2 separate regions of the Sus scrofa genome follow, and region 1 is linked to region 2. Evidence: chromatin contacts called from public promoter capture Hi-C data. All regions are on one chromosome and are shown on one strand. Each heading gives the region's core, a stretch centred on a gene start, on an enhancer-like site or on the middle of the called end of the contact. The rest is flanking DNA. Distances are from core to core; before and after follow the strand shown.

The links. Promoter capture Hi-C pulls out the DNA fragments that hold promoters and counts their contacts.
Region 1: a promoter capture Hi-C map of liver shows a contact between it and region 2, with 7 times the contacts expected there. The contact joins the promoter of IMPAD1 here to the promoter of UBXN2B in region 2. A contact is called at or near these places in 2 of 5 promoter capture datasets (fetal skeletal muscle and liver) and 1 of 47 Hi-C or Micro-C datasets (embryonic fibroblasts).

Annotation. Positions count from the first base shown.
Region 1 is chr4:75,189,517-75,196,052 of Sscrofa11.1, reverse strand. It overlaps IMPAD1 (inositol monophosphatase domain containing 1), which reads right to left and starts at 4,797. Exons shown (of 5, transcript NM_001243632.1): 1 at 4,136-4,797. The coding sequence starts at 4,522.
Region 2 is chr4:74,434,267-74,440,405 of Sscrofa11.1, reverse strand. It overlaps UBXN2B (UBX domain-containing protein 2B), which reads left to right and starts at 2,756. Exons shown (of 8, transcript XM_001924982.7): 1 at 2,756-2,891. The coding sequence starts at 2,808.

The DNA.
Region 1 (6,536 bases), core at 3,548-6,047, 750 kb before region 2:
TGTATATTTTCCAGCTTTCCTCTTGTTATTGACTTCTGGTTTTACATCACTGTGGTTAGAAAAGATGCCTGATATGATCCCAATCTTCTTCAATTTGTTAAGAATTGTATTCTGGCCTAAAGAGTGATCTATCCTGGAAAATACTTTATGTGAGTTTGAAAAAAAACCGTGTGTTCTGCTGCTGACAGATGAAATGTTCTGTATGTGTGGGACAGGTCCATTCAGTCAATTAGGCAAGTCTATTATTGCTTTATTGATGATCTGTGTGGATAAAATATCAATGAAAGTGGGGGTAGTGAAGTCCCTACTATTATATTACTGCATTGCTCTGTTTCTACCTTCAGATCTGAAATATTTGCTTAATATATTCAGATGCTCTGATGTTGGGTGCATGGGTATTTACAACTGTTATGTTCTCCTAGTGAAATGACCCTTTTATCATTACATATTGACCTTCCTCGTCCCTTGTTACAGTTTGCTTTATGTCCATCCCCTAAACCCAGCCAGGTCCCGGGAGCCTCTTATTTGTTTCCTCTAGGCTAGTGCCCCGAAATAGTCAACTTTGTGAGCTTCTTCCCAATCCCAGAGTCATGCTGACTTTCTGCACTTGTTCACTAGCCATCTGCAAAGGCTCACTCTCATGGTCTGTGGGGGGAGCACATGCCAAAATCAGGCAAAGGCAGGTGGGTGATATGGGTGAGGTGTGCCCATGGGCCAGTTGGTGAAGGGGCTGCAGGTGAGGAGTCCCCAGCAGTTTATGGGCAGGCTTTCTGATGGCAAATGTGAAGAGCTTAGGAGCAGCCTTTGATGAGCTCCGAGCCCTGACATAGGTGCTCCTGCATCTCTTAGCCTTGCAGGTCACCTCAGTCATCTAGGTGAGGTGACAAAGAAGTGGGCCTCTAGGGCAGTGTCTTGCCTGACTAGGAAAGCCAAGTGCTCACTCACACACTGTCATGCATCTGTTTCAGACTCTTCAGCCTACTTGAATTAACTACACTGGTATTACTTTGATTAGGCCTGCTCCTTTGAATTTGCTTTTTTCTGTGTGCGCAATGCCTATGCCTGCACTAATTATCCAATTACTAGTTATTCGATTTTACAGAAGAGGAAACTGTAGCTCAAAGAAGTTAAATGACCGGCCAGGATCACCCAGCCTGGTGATTGGACACGTTAAGGCAAATGTTCTGTCTACTACGTTAGCACCTCTCCAGCTTTTCCAGTGAGGACTCCTGCTGAGAGAGAAGAGCTTAGCTCTCATCCCATAGGTCAAAGAAGGCAAAGATGCAAAACTCCTATTGGCCTGGAATATCATGCCTTATCTTCAAATAAACTAATGTCAACACCTTTTAATGAGTTGAGGACAGGAGCCCCTCAAAAAGAGAGCTCCCCATTCATTAAGTCTAAATCTGGCTGTACTGTGGCTGCAGAAACTACCTCCAGCCTTCATCTTCATCATTATCCACAAGGATACAACAAGAAACAGTTAAATGGCCACAGCTACTACGATCTTCACAGAATGAAATGAAGCATGGCCAAAATGTTCAGGAAGAAAGGGCTACCCTGAAGGTTTTCCCAAGATCCCAAACACAAGAAAGGCCGATGGTGGAAGGGAATCCAGAGACTATAGGCCAAACCTGAGTTTTCTTTAAGAAAACACACACTCCTTTTTTTTTTTTTTTTTTTAAGAGTCACACCTGTGACATATGGAGGATCCCAGGCTAGGGGTAGAATTGGAGCTGTAGCCCACTGGCTTATGCCACAGCCACAGAAACTCAGGATCCAAGCCACATCTGCGACCTACACCACAGATCATGGCAACACCAGAGCCTTAACCCACTGAGCAAGGCCAGGGATCAAACCTGTATCCTCATGGTTACTGGTCAGATTCGTTTCCACTGAGCCATGGTAGGAACTCCGACAATGTGTACTTCTTTAGAGTAAGGTTTCTCAACCTGGTCATCAAGTGAAAAATCAGGCCAGATAATTCTTTATTATTGATGGCTGTCCTGTGCATTATGGGATGTTTACCTACTAGACGCCAATAGCATTCCACTCCAGTTGTGACAACCGAAAATCTCTAGACATTGCCAAATGTTCCTGGAGGACAAAACTGTCCCCAATTGAGAATGAGTGACATGGGGAATATCCTCTTAACTAAGGAGTGAACCTTAGATAGGTGAGCTCAAGCCTCTGACTAGACAGGAAAGTCAAAGGAGAAAGAGGCCTCTCTCCATTCGCACAGAGCACCAGGATAAAAGAAAAGAGTAGCTGTGGCTTCTCAGTGCTGTTTTTCCGTAAGGACATAAACTCAGTGAGATTCGACTTAAGACCGTTAGCAAAAAATTTCAGCTTCGAAAACAACCAGACATTTAAGACGGCACATCTGGGTGCTGGAGAAGAAGGAAGAAAGGAAAGACTCTAGGGCTGAGTGTCTACTTAGGTGGCTGCATCTGGACTCCAGTCTAACAGCGTCCCGACAAAAGGAGATGGCTCATCATGATACCATCCTGCTTTGGCACATTGTCTATGAGCATAACCTCCTCTACTCTACCCATCATCAGCCAAGATGAACACTAAAGACCTACATGCCAACCTTCAGTCATAAGAAAACAAATTATTTTACATAAAGGCAGACTCCAACATCTGGGATTTGAAAGCTTAGCTTCTATGTTTAACCAAACGCAGCTCATCACCTTTGGCAGCTATTCCCTTAGCATTTGTTAATCAGGGAGAGACAAATGCAGAATCCCGTGGAAGCTACCCAAGGCAAAGCTTTGGCAGAGGTGGGGTGGAGTGGAGTTCACATGGGAACACACATGTATGTACACATAGATATGCATTTTCACTATTTCAGAATTTTTTTTGTCATTGCCTTTTAAAAAAATTCAACTTGGCTGCTATATTTCACTATTATTGCTTCCAAACATCTACGATTTTACACTTTCCCCAGGAAATTCAGTATAAGTTTTAAGTAGACTCCTAAAAGTAGTCCACGTACACTGTGGAGTATTATGAGCTTCAGGTCTCCCATTTGTAAGAGGGTATAAATAAAATTTACTTCTTAAAGTTACTGTGAGGATCAAGTAAAGTCCTGCGTAGCCAGGATCTGGGCACCTAAAACACACTCAATAAATGGTCACTATTACTTCTGTTACACCTATATGGCAACTTTTCTGAAATTTGTTTTTTTCCACAAACTCTAAAAAAGACTATGTGCTTTCAAGAGGTGAGAAAACTTTTACAAGCACATCTTATCACATCTAGATGTAAATGCAAGTATTGTTTGTATGGCTAAAGCTTGGTAGGCAAAGGAAAAACCTGAAATTTTGCATGTTTTGTTTGAGAATTATCGTGTCAATTACATCTGGTATCCAGAAGCTCATGACATCAAAGCCAAAGTTCCTTCCCACTGAAAAAAAAATGTTTAAAGGAAAAAAAAAAAGGGGGGCAGTAAAAAAAAAAAAAGACAAAGAAAGAAAACCAAAGCAGTAACAGAACAGACTGGAGAGAGAGGGTTACACAAGATATGTAATTCCACAATGACAATACTCTCTTACAAAAACAACAGTTAAAGGTCAGATATCTTCCAAAGAAGCCAGGGTTCATGTTTCAATGTTTATCTAGCTCATGAAATTCCAAAAGTACTTGTACTTGCAGCAAGACGTCTACAGTTCCCGCCTTCGACTCCTGGCAGGTCTGCCAGAAAACCTGTATTTTACAGTCACGACGCTTCCAACAATTAAATGAAACAAAGCTGGAGGGCCTTGGGGGTTCCAGTCCAATTCTTCCCTTTGACAGAGGAGTCTGCGGCAGGGAGTGAAGTTAACTTTCTCAGCCTTCTGACATCAGGGCCCGCCCAGAACCCAGCACTCCGGATCCCAGGTACCAAGTGGGCGCGTACACCCGGGGGGACCAGACGGGCACGCGCCCTGAGTCAGACCACCCGCGACCTCACCCAGCTCTTTCACGTACGCTGTGTGTGACCTTGAGCACCTCAACTTGAGCGTCTCCGTCTCCCGACCTGCGAAGGGGGGAGCCAGCGCCCTACCGCCTTGGGCAGTTGGAGGCGTCTGCCCGCCCGGACCCGAGCCCAGGCTCCCGCGCTCCCACCCAGCCCCGCGCTCGCGACACCCACCTGCACGTTGGGGAAAGCTGTCTTGAGTAGGTAGAACATCTTGCGGTTGGACAGCACATCCCCGCTGGTCATCTTGTCGTCGGCCCCCTCGCGCGTCTTCCCCTTGGACTTCTCGTGGAGGACGTTGCTCTCGCGGACCCGACGCACTTCGTCTCCGCCGCGCACGGCCGCCAGCACGGACACGGCCAGCATCTCCCGCAGGTCCACCGTGCCCCCGTCAGCCGCGGCCCCGGGCCCCGCCGCTCCGCCGCCAGGCTCGCCGCCCATGCCGAATAGGCTGAAGCGGCCGGCCAGGAAGCCCGAGTAGAGGTGGTAGAGCACGCCGAGACCCAGCAGGCAGAACACGGCCACCCCCAGCGGGGAGAGGCGGATGCCCATGGGGGCCATGGCGCGGGAGGCCCGGCACTCGGGGCGGTGGCCCTCACAGGCCTCCCCGCGCCCCGCGCCGCCTCCGCCGCCGCGATCCCGGGCCGGGCGCCGCGAGGACTACACCGGCGCCTGCTCCTCGGCGCTCGCGCGCCCCATCGCCCGCTCCCGGGAAAGGCCGAGCTGTGCGGAGAAGCCCTCAAAGCCGCCGTTCCGCGCGCCCGACTAGCCCAGGCAGCGCGCTCCCTGCCCCTTAGCCGGCCGGCGGGTCTGGCTTCCACGTTAGCCAACGGCCGTAAGGTGAAAGGGGAGCGTGGGTGTGTATCCGGGTTACGCAAGGGGCGGGGCGAGGGCTATAAGGCTCCTCCCTCGGGGCGGGGCGACCCAAGGGCCTGGCGGCAGGCCGGCTAGCCGGGTTCTCTGTAGGTGCGGGTTTGCACCGCGTCCGTTGGTCTTGTCGACGGAATTTGGGTTTTCAAATCAGTTCTAGATGTGGAGGAACTACTTGCCACGCACGGGAGGATGCTGAGTCCCTTGTGAAAATTTCAATCAGATCTCTCTGAAATAGAGCCACAGTGACAGTCTGGACTTCCCATCACTCTGGTTATTGAGGAACCGAGGAGGTTCGTTAAAGCCATTTTAAGAGCAATCTATGCTTTTTTTCGCCTGCGCTTGTGTAAAGAGAGCCTCCAGGATGAAACTGCCCCTTCCGTGCTCTTCCAGGCGCAGCGGGAGTGGGGAGGCGATAGCAGGAATTTTACTTGGTTCTTCGTGCCCCTCTCTAAATGCTTATGGACTTGTATTTGTCTGAGTGTATAGACTTTCCCCTTACCTTCACCTGCCAGAATAAACCATCCGCTATGCAGGTGAAGAACTTACCTTGATTCTGAGCCTTCACAATGTAAGGAAATATTCTGGGTTTCCAGGTACATTTTACTGGTACCTTCCTCCCAGAGGCTGAGCAGGGCGAGAAGTTGCTTGTGAAAGTCCACTTGATATAAAGGTTGTCCCAGGATGGTCGGCCAATCTAGAATATGTAATCTTTGAGTCAGTATAGGCCGTATAAATTCACTTATAGAATCATTTACCAGAAATAATTGCCTTCTACTATTCCACTGATTTCAACAATAATAGTGTGTACTTACTAAATTTTAATAGATATATAATAAGCCTTAATTTTATCTCTCACCTTAAAAGTGAATCTTAAGGTGAGCAATATTTTAAATGTTAGAGTGTCCCATAAAATCAACTTAAAATGCAGCCTATTTTACTGTTCATAGCCAAAAGTCATTGGTTTTAAGTAAGCTTTAATGTTAACGACCTTAGATACTGCAAGTATACAGAATGGATTATGAACTTCAGTTTCTGAAAAAGTTGTTAGAGGCAGACTGAAATTTACTGCTTCTTTTTTCTGTTTTGTTTTTTGTTTTTTGTTTGTTTTGTTTAGGGCTGCAGCTGCAGCTTATGGAAGTTCCAGGCTGGGGGGGGAATCAGAGCTGCAGCTGCCAGCCTTCGCCATAGCTGGTGGCAACGCTGGATCCCTTAACCCGCAGTGCAAGGCCAGGGACAGAACCTACATTCTCATGGATACTAGCTGGGTTCTTAACCTGCTGAGCCACAACAGGAACTCCCTCTACCACTTCTTTAGAGTCCATGGCATCTACAGAGTTTGCCATGTGGTTGTATAGATACAATAGACAAAGACTGTTGATTTCTTGGTTTCCCTGACAGAAATCTGTAATTAGCTTAAAAACAATCACAGCACAAACACAAATCAATGAAGGAACAGTCTCGGGAGTGTCGACAGCAGCAAATCTTAAGGAACTGGCACTATCCTTGTTGGCTTTAGGGAGCAACTTGGCAATTCTAAAGCAAAGCTGCTTTCAAAAGAAATCTGAACGTGAAGGTCACAGGGTAATTATGGTTACTAAATCCAGGGATAAATATGAAGACCAGGGTGGAAGGAAAGGCTTCATTAGGTTCAATAGAACCACCTCAAGCTGCACCATGAGATCAGCAAAAGATATGAGTTGGG
Region 2 (6,139 bases), core at 1,507-4,006:
GTCTTTCTAAATCACGCATCATCAAATGGCTCCCAATTGCTTCAGTCCAGTGGTTCTCACCCATGGTTGGATAACAGAATTATCCGAGGTTTTTTTCAACCAATTTCATAAATATACAATTTACACATAATAAAGTACCTTCAATTTAAGTATATATTGCTCAATGTATTTTCAACAAGTGTATATTAATATATATATAATTATATCTGTGTAACTATCACCACCAAAAAAAGATATGACATTTTCATCATCTCAAAAAGTTCCCATGTATCCTTTTTCAAATTCTTCAAGTTTATCCTTCCCCAAAGAGATGACCCTAAATTACTGCCAGCAGTTTTGCCTATTCCAGAATTTTATATAAATTGAATCAGATAGGAGTTCCCATCATGGCTCAGTGGTTAACAATCCAACTAGGAACCATGAGGTTTCGGGTTCAATCTTTGGCCTTGCTCAGTGGGTTAAGGATCCGGCATTGCTGTGAGCTGTGGTGTAGATTGCAGATGCGGCTCGGATCCCACATTGCTGTGGCTCTGGCATAGGCCAGTGGCTACAGCTCCGATTAGACCCTAGCCTGGGAACCTCCATATGCCTTGGGAGCGGCTCAAGAAAATGGCAAAAAGACAAAAAAAAAAAAAAAAAAAATTGAATCAGACAATATTTACTCTTTCACATCTGGCTTCTTTTACTCAAGATAATATCTTTGAGCTTCATCTATGGCGTTTGAATCAGTAATTTCTTCCTTTTTACTGTAGAGTAGTATTCTATTGTACTAATTTCTCAAAGTGTTATCCATTCATTGTGCATGGACATTTGGATTGTTTCCAGTTTGGGGCTATTATGAATAAAGCTTCTATGAACATCATGGTACAAATATCTTTGTAAACATGTTTTCATTCCTCTTAGGTCAATATTTAGGAGAGTCAATGCTAGGTCTTATGATAAATGAATATTTAACTTTAGAAGAAACTTTATTTTCCAAAGAAGCTGCAGCATTCTACATTCCCACCCGCAATGTAGGAGAGTTCCAGGCAGAAAGCCAGGGCAAACATAGCTCATCTTGCTTGTTTCCCTTCTCTGGCATAGCACAGATCTGAGCTGTGCTGCCTTTGATTCAATGTCTGAAAATAATCATTTCAGATATCTCATCTAGCTTTTTTCATTGCTGGGATTGGAAGGGCAAGTCCAGTACCAGGTACACTATCATGGTCAGAAGCATAGTCCACCTGGGGAGCAGCTTAAAAAATATGATTCTTGGAGTTCCCGTCGTGGCTCAGTGGTTAACGAATCCGACTAGGAACCATGAGGTTTTGGGTTCCATCCCTGGCCTCGCTCAGTGGGTTAAGGATCTGGCGTTGCTGTGAGCTGTGGTGTAGGTCACAGACACAGCTTGGATCCCTCGTTGCTGCGGCTGTGCATAAGCCGGCAGCTACAGCTCCGATTACAGCCCTAGCCTGGTATCCTCCATATGCCATGGAAGCAGCCCTAGAAAATGCAAAAAGACAAAAAAAAAAAAAAAAAAAAAAAAAAAAAAAGACGCTTGAGGGGTCACCCCATATTAATTAAATCTGAGTTCCTAAGATGGGGAGAGGGTGGAGGAAGGGGTTTTCTAGTGTGCATCAGCCTTGACAATCACTGCCCCAGGGCGTAGTCCTCATCCTTCACTAAAGCAAGACCCTTTAGCACCACTCCTAGGCCTGCATCTTGAGTCTAGATCTGCACCCACATTCCCCAATCCCCAAGCCTCTTTTGTCACTTCTCCTAAGGTTCGCCATGCAGGACTTTATCAGCACGAACATGGTATTTCAAACATGCTTCTCCCTGTGGTCCCTTCTGGTCCAAAGTCTACCACGAATACTTATCCTTCAGAGTCAGCCAAAATACCATTGGCTCCGTGGGACGTAAAGAAGAGCCAGAGATTTCTAGGCAGAATGTTGTACTAAAAAGAATATTGGGACAACCAACAAATGCAAGGTTTAGTATCTGGTACCGTCACTTACAACAGAGTAAACTGTTATTTGAAACTTGGTTTCCTCAGGTATAATACGGTTACCTGGCAGAGGGATAGAGGAGATTACACATAAAATGCACCCAGCATGGGGCTCATAGCAGAATACTCCCCTCCCCACTCCACAGTCCACTCATAACATTCCCTGCAAAGCGCTACTGCAAATGGCATTTTATTATGTTTATATTTCTCTTTCCCCCACTAGACTGTGAGTTTTATAAATATCGGAACTACTTCTTTTTACCTTTGCATCCGGGAGCATAAAAGTGCCTGGGATAAGACAGGAGTTTGAATGAAACTGAGATGAATAAAGAGAATTTAGTAGTCTCCTGACCTCAAAGAGCGTTTACTGTGTTCTTCCTCCTCAACCCCAATTCACGCTTCGGGGGCGACCGTGCCACCCAGTCTTTGGTAGGGAAAGGAGAGAATGTGACCAAGACTGGAAAAGTAAGGATGCGCCTTTCATCAGATGAAACATCCAGAGGACGTTTTCACCGTGGGTTTAAAAGAACCCGCCAGTCCGTGCTGCCCTCCAGGGCGGCTCCGAGCACCCTCAGGCGTGGGACCTGGGGAACCTGGGTTTACGAAGAGGTTACTCCGCGAGAAAATTCTGAGGCCACTTCCTTTTGGGAAAGAAGCGGGTCAGGACAGGTGGGCGGGCGCCGGAAGCGGGGGCGCGCGGGCCTTGGGGGAGGCGGGGGCGCGCAGGGACCGCCCCGCCCGCCCCGCCCCGCGGTTGCCAGGCAACGACCCCGGAAGTCGCGGGAGGCGCGTCGGCGGCGGCGTCGGGAGCCGGTGAAAGATGGCGGAGGGCGGTGGCGGCGAGGCGGGCGAGGAAGAGCCGAGGACGCCGGGGCCGCGGCCCCCGAGCGCGCGGGACTTGCAGGTGCGGCGAGCGGCAGGGGTGAGGGCGCGGCGGCGGGGACGGCGCGGCCGGGGGCGTGTCGGGGCCGCTGTGGCCGAGGCGGAGCCTTCCCCAGACCCGCCCGGGGACAGAGTTGGGACTCGGGAGCCGTGGGTCTCCCCGGGCGGCGCGCGGGACCGCGGTGCTGGTAGAAACAGGTGTCTGAGCGCTGCTTCCTCGGGTGCCCCTGCCTCGCTTCCCCCACCCCACTTGCAGTTTAAGAAGCAGCTGTTGCTTTAGAATGGCATTTCACGGGGTCGGTTGAGTACTTCACAGGTTGGTGCTTCGGGCAGGAGACTCTGGAAGAAAGCTCTCTCTCCTGTGGCCATAGGGGAATCAGCATCACTTCAAAAGTCACAGCCTCTGCGGGCCTGATCTTGCTTATCCTGGAGGCTGTTTCTGGCTTGATCACTTAAATGTAAAGAGGGTTCCTTTTTATCAGATAGCTTTTTCTTGTAGAGGGGTAACCTAAAAAGTATTTCACCCTATGACTGCACAGCTTGGTTGTAAAAGCTACAGTACAGAAAAGACTGCACAGAAGAAACGGGAAGATAAAACTTGCTAATATTGAAGGACGTTGACATTAGCCAGATATGAGCGCACCAAATCTTACTACTCATTTTAGGGGTTTTTTTGGTTTGTTTTCGTTTTTACTGTCTCTTTGTAAGATCATTGATAAAATTCAACAACCAAACATCTGTAAGGAACTATCGTTAAAAATAGATGGCACTAAATCCAAGCCTTGGTAGAAAAGTTCTGTTACTTTATGGTCACATTTTCATTGTGTATCTGTAAATGAACGGATACTGAATACCTGTCCTATAACATACTGCTAAGCTCTGGGAACGCAGAGATAAATAGGACATCAAATCTACCGCGGAGGCTGTGACACTGATGAAGAGTATAGAAGTATAAAAGGCATTTCACTATTATTTGCAGAAATAATATAGGAATATTTTTAGCATAACGTTTTCAGATGGAGTATGGCTGAGTGCCAAGATAAGCTGTGCATAAAATGTTGAATTTGGAGAATGGAGTGATCAGTTGTCAGGAGACAAAGTCAAGGTAGCATAGTTCTAGTGTTCGTAAGTCTGTTCAGTAGTAAACAACCAAGGAGTAGGAAGGTCTTATCTGCCTCATCTCTTCTGTTGTACACCACTAAGAGACATATGCTGTTGGGGAGAAAAATGAATTTCTGGTCAGAACAGCTTGGGTTTGCATTTGGCCCTGCCACTTAGTGTGAATCTCGGGAAAGTGTTTTAACCTCTCTGATCCTCCGTGTCTTTATTTTCTAAACAAGAGGTGGTGTTGATGGTGTCAAGGATGAAATAGAGAAATGTCTATAAGTGCCTCTTCGGTCCCATGTTATCCTGGCTCAGTTACTTGCATAGTAAATATTTGGTTCTTTTTCCTTAAAAGGAGAGAAATGCTATCACTTGCCCTGGTTAGTCCAATCTAATGCCATTAAAGTTAAAACTATAACTTAATATCACGTCCTGAAAACCTGTTTCTTCTTTTTATGTGGAAAGTGAGAACAGCTTGGTTAATGATTGTCTGATACTTGACACTTAGACTTAATCCACTAGATTAAGGTATGATTAATTGTTGGAGATAATATGATAGATGTCCCTAACTGTGATCAAGCCTTACTTTCTACCATCACTTAGAAAATAGGATTTCTTTTCATCTCCTATCTACCTTCTGGTAGGTAGGTTTAGGTAGCTAACTGATATTGTTATGAATGTGATTTGGTATATAAAATATGCTAAGTATTGATAATGTTTCCTTTAGAATTTAACAAAAATGTGAAGAACTTGCAAAGACACCTGAAAACAACCAAGGTGATGACGTATAAAGAAATAGACTAGTATCAAAGGTTTAAAAGAATTGGATAGTGTTCTTCTCTCCAACTGGTTTCTTGAATATTGATTATGTGGGGATTATCGTGTTATTGTTTAATCTAGCCATGTTTATTTTGCCACGCCTCCTAGGATTTGTGGGCATCTAAATCTGGAGCGATTTCTGATAGCCTAGAAAGCCTTCCAGCCCTGTGAGCATCCAACTCAAAAGTGCACCTTAGTGTGGCAGCTAAGGTGTACACACTTAGGGGTACTTTTACTTGTTCCTGTTACAATCACCCTTTTCCTCAATGATACCGGGAAAGCCTCTTACAGCGAGTTGACTAGAAAGTAAAAGTACCTATTGAAAACTGAGTAACTCTTAAAATAAGCATGGCTTGATTAAACAATAGCAAGATAATCCCCATATAATCAATATCCAAAAAACCAGTTGGGGAGAAGAACACTGTCCAATTCTTTTAAACTTTTGATACTAGTCTGTTTCTTTACACGCCCTCACTTTGGTTGTTTTTAGGTATCTTTAAACCTTCGGTGCTAGCGTGTTTCTTTACACGTTATCACTTTGGTTGTTTTCAGGTGTCTTTGCAAGTGCTCTCTCTCTCAAATCAACAAGTAGATCTTGGGCCCCTTCGACCTCCAAAATTGGGAACATGCAGAGGGGAAGTTGGGGACAGGGTTGTCAGTGACAGTACTCACCCCGGGAACCTCAGGCTCATTAGTATTTTTGAGCATTTTCAGATCCCCTTGTCTCCTCTGGTGCCCCTCAGCCCTCCATACATGGCCTTAACAGTTGCTTAAAGTATTTAAGTATATGCTTCTGCCCCAGATTTCCTCCAGAATAATATGAAAGGAAAAGATTTCTGTTTGTATATTTTTATTTCTGGGTAGGTTGGAGTTGGGGAGCATTGGGGCAACCTCATACTTCTTAGGATTAGGAGCGGGCTGGGGGTGGGGGCAGAGAGGAGTCTGGGAGTGAGAAAGGAGTAGACTGTCTGACCCTGAGTTACACTTGCCGCAGCAGCCTCTTCCTGCAGGAGACGAGTCTGCTTCTCAGTTTTAAGCGCAGCAGAGCCACCTGGAAGGCTTGTCTAAGCAGGGCTGTTGGGCCCCACCCCAGAACTTCTCAGTCCCTTGGTCTTGGGGGAGGTGGTGGTGGCTGTGCATCTGCAGCTTTCAGAGGCGCCCAGGTGATGCTGATGTAGCTCTTCTAGATTTAAAATCCCCATCCCACCTTCCGGCCCTTGTCTCTCCAAGCGGGGGAGCTCCAGTACTTTGCATCTTTGGCTCCATGCTGTTGTTCTCACCTGCAATTACTTTGCCTTCAGCTTCTTGTCACATTCTTCACATTTCAAATCTGGAGAAAAGATTCTC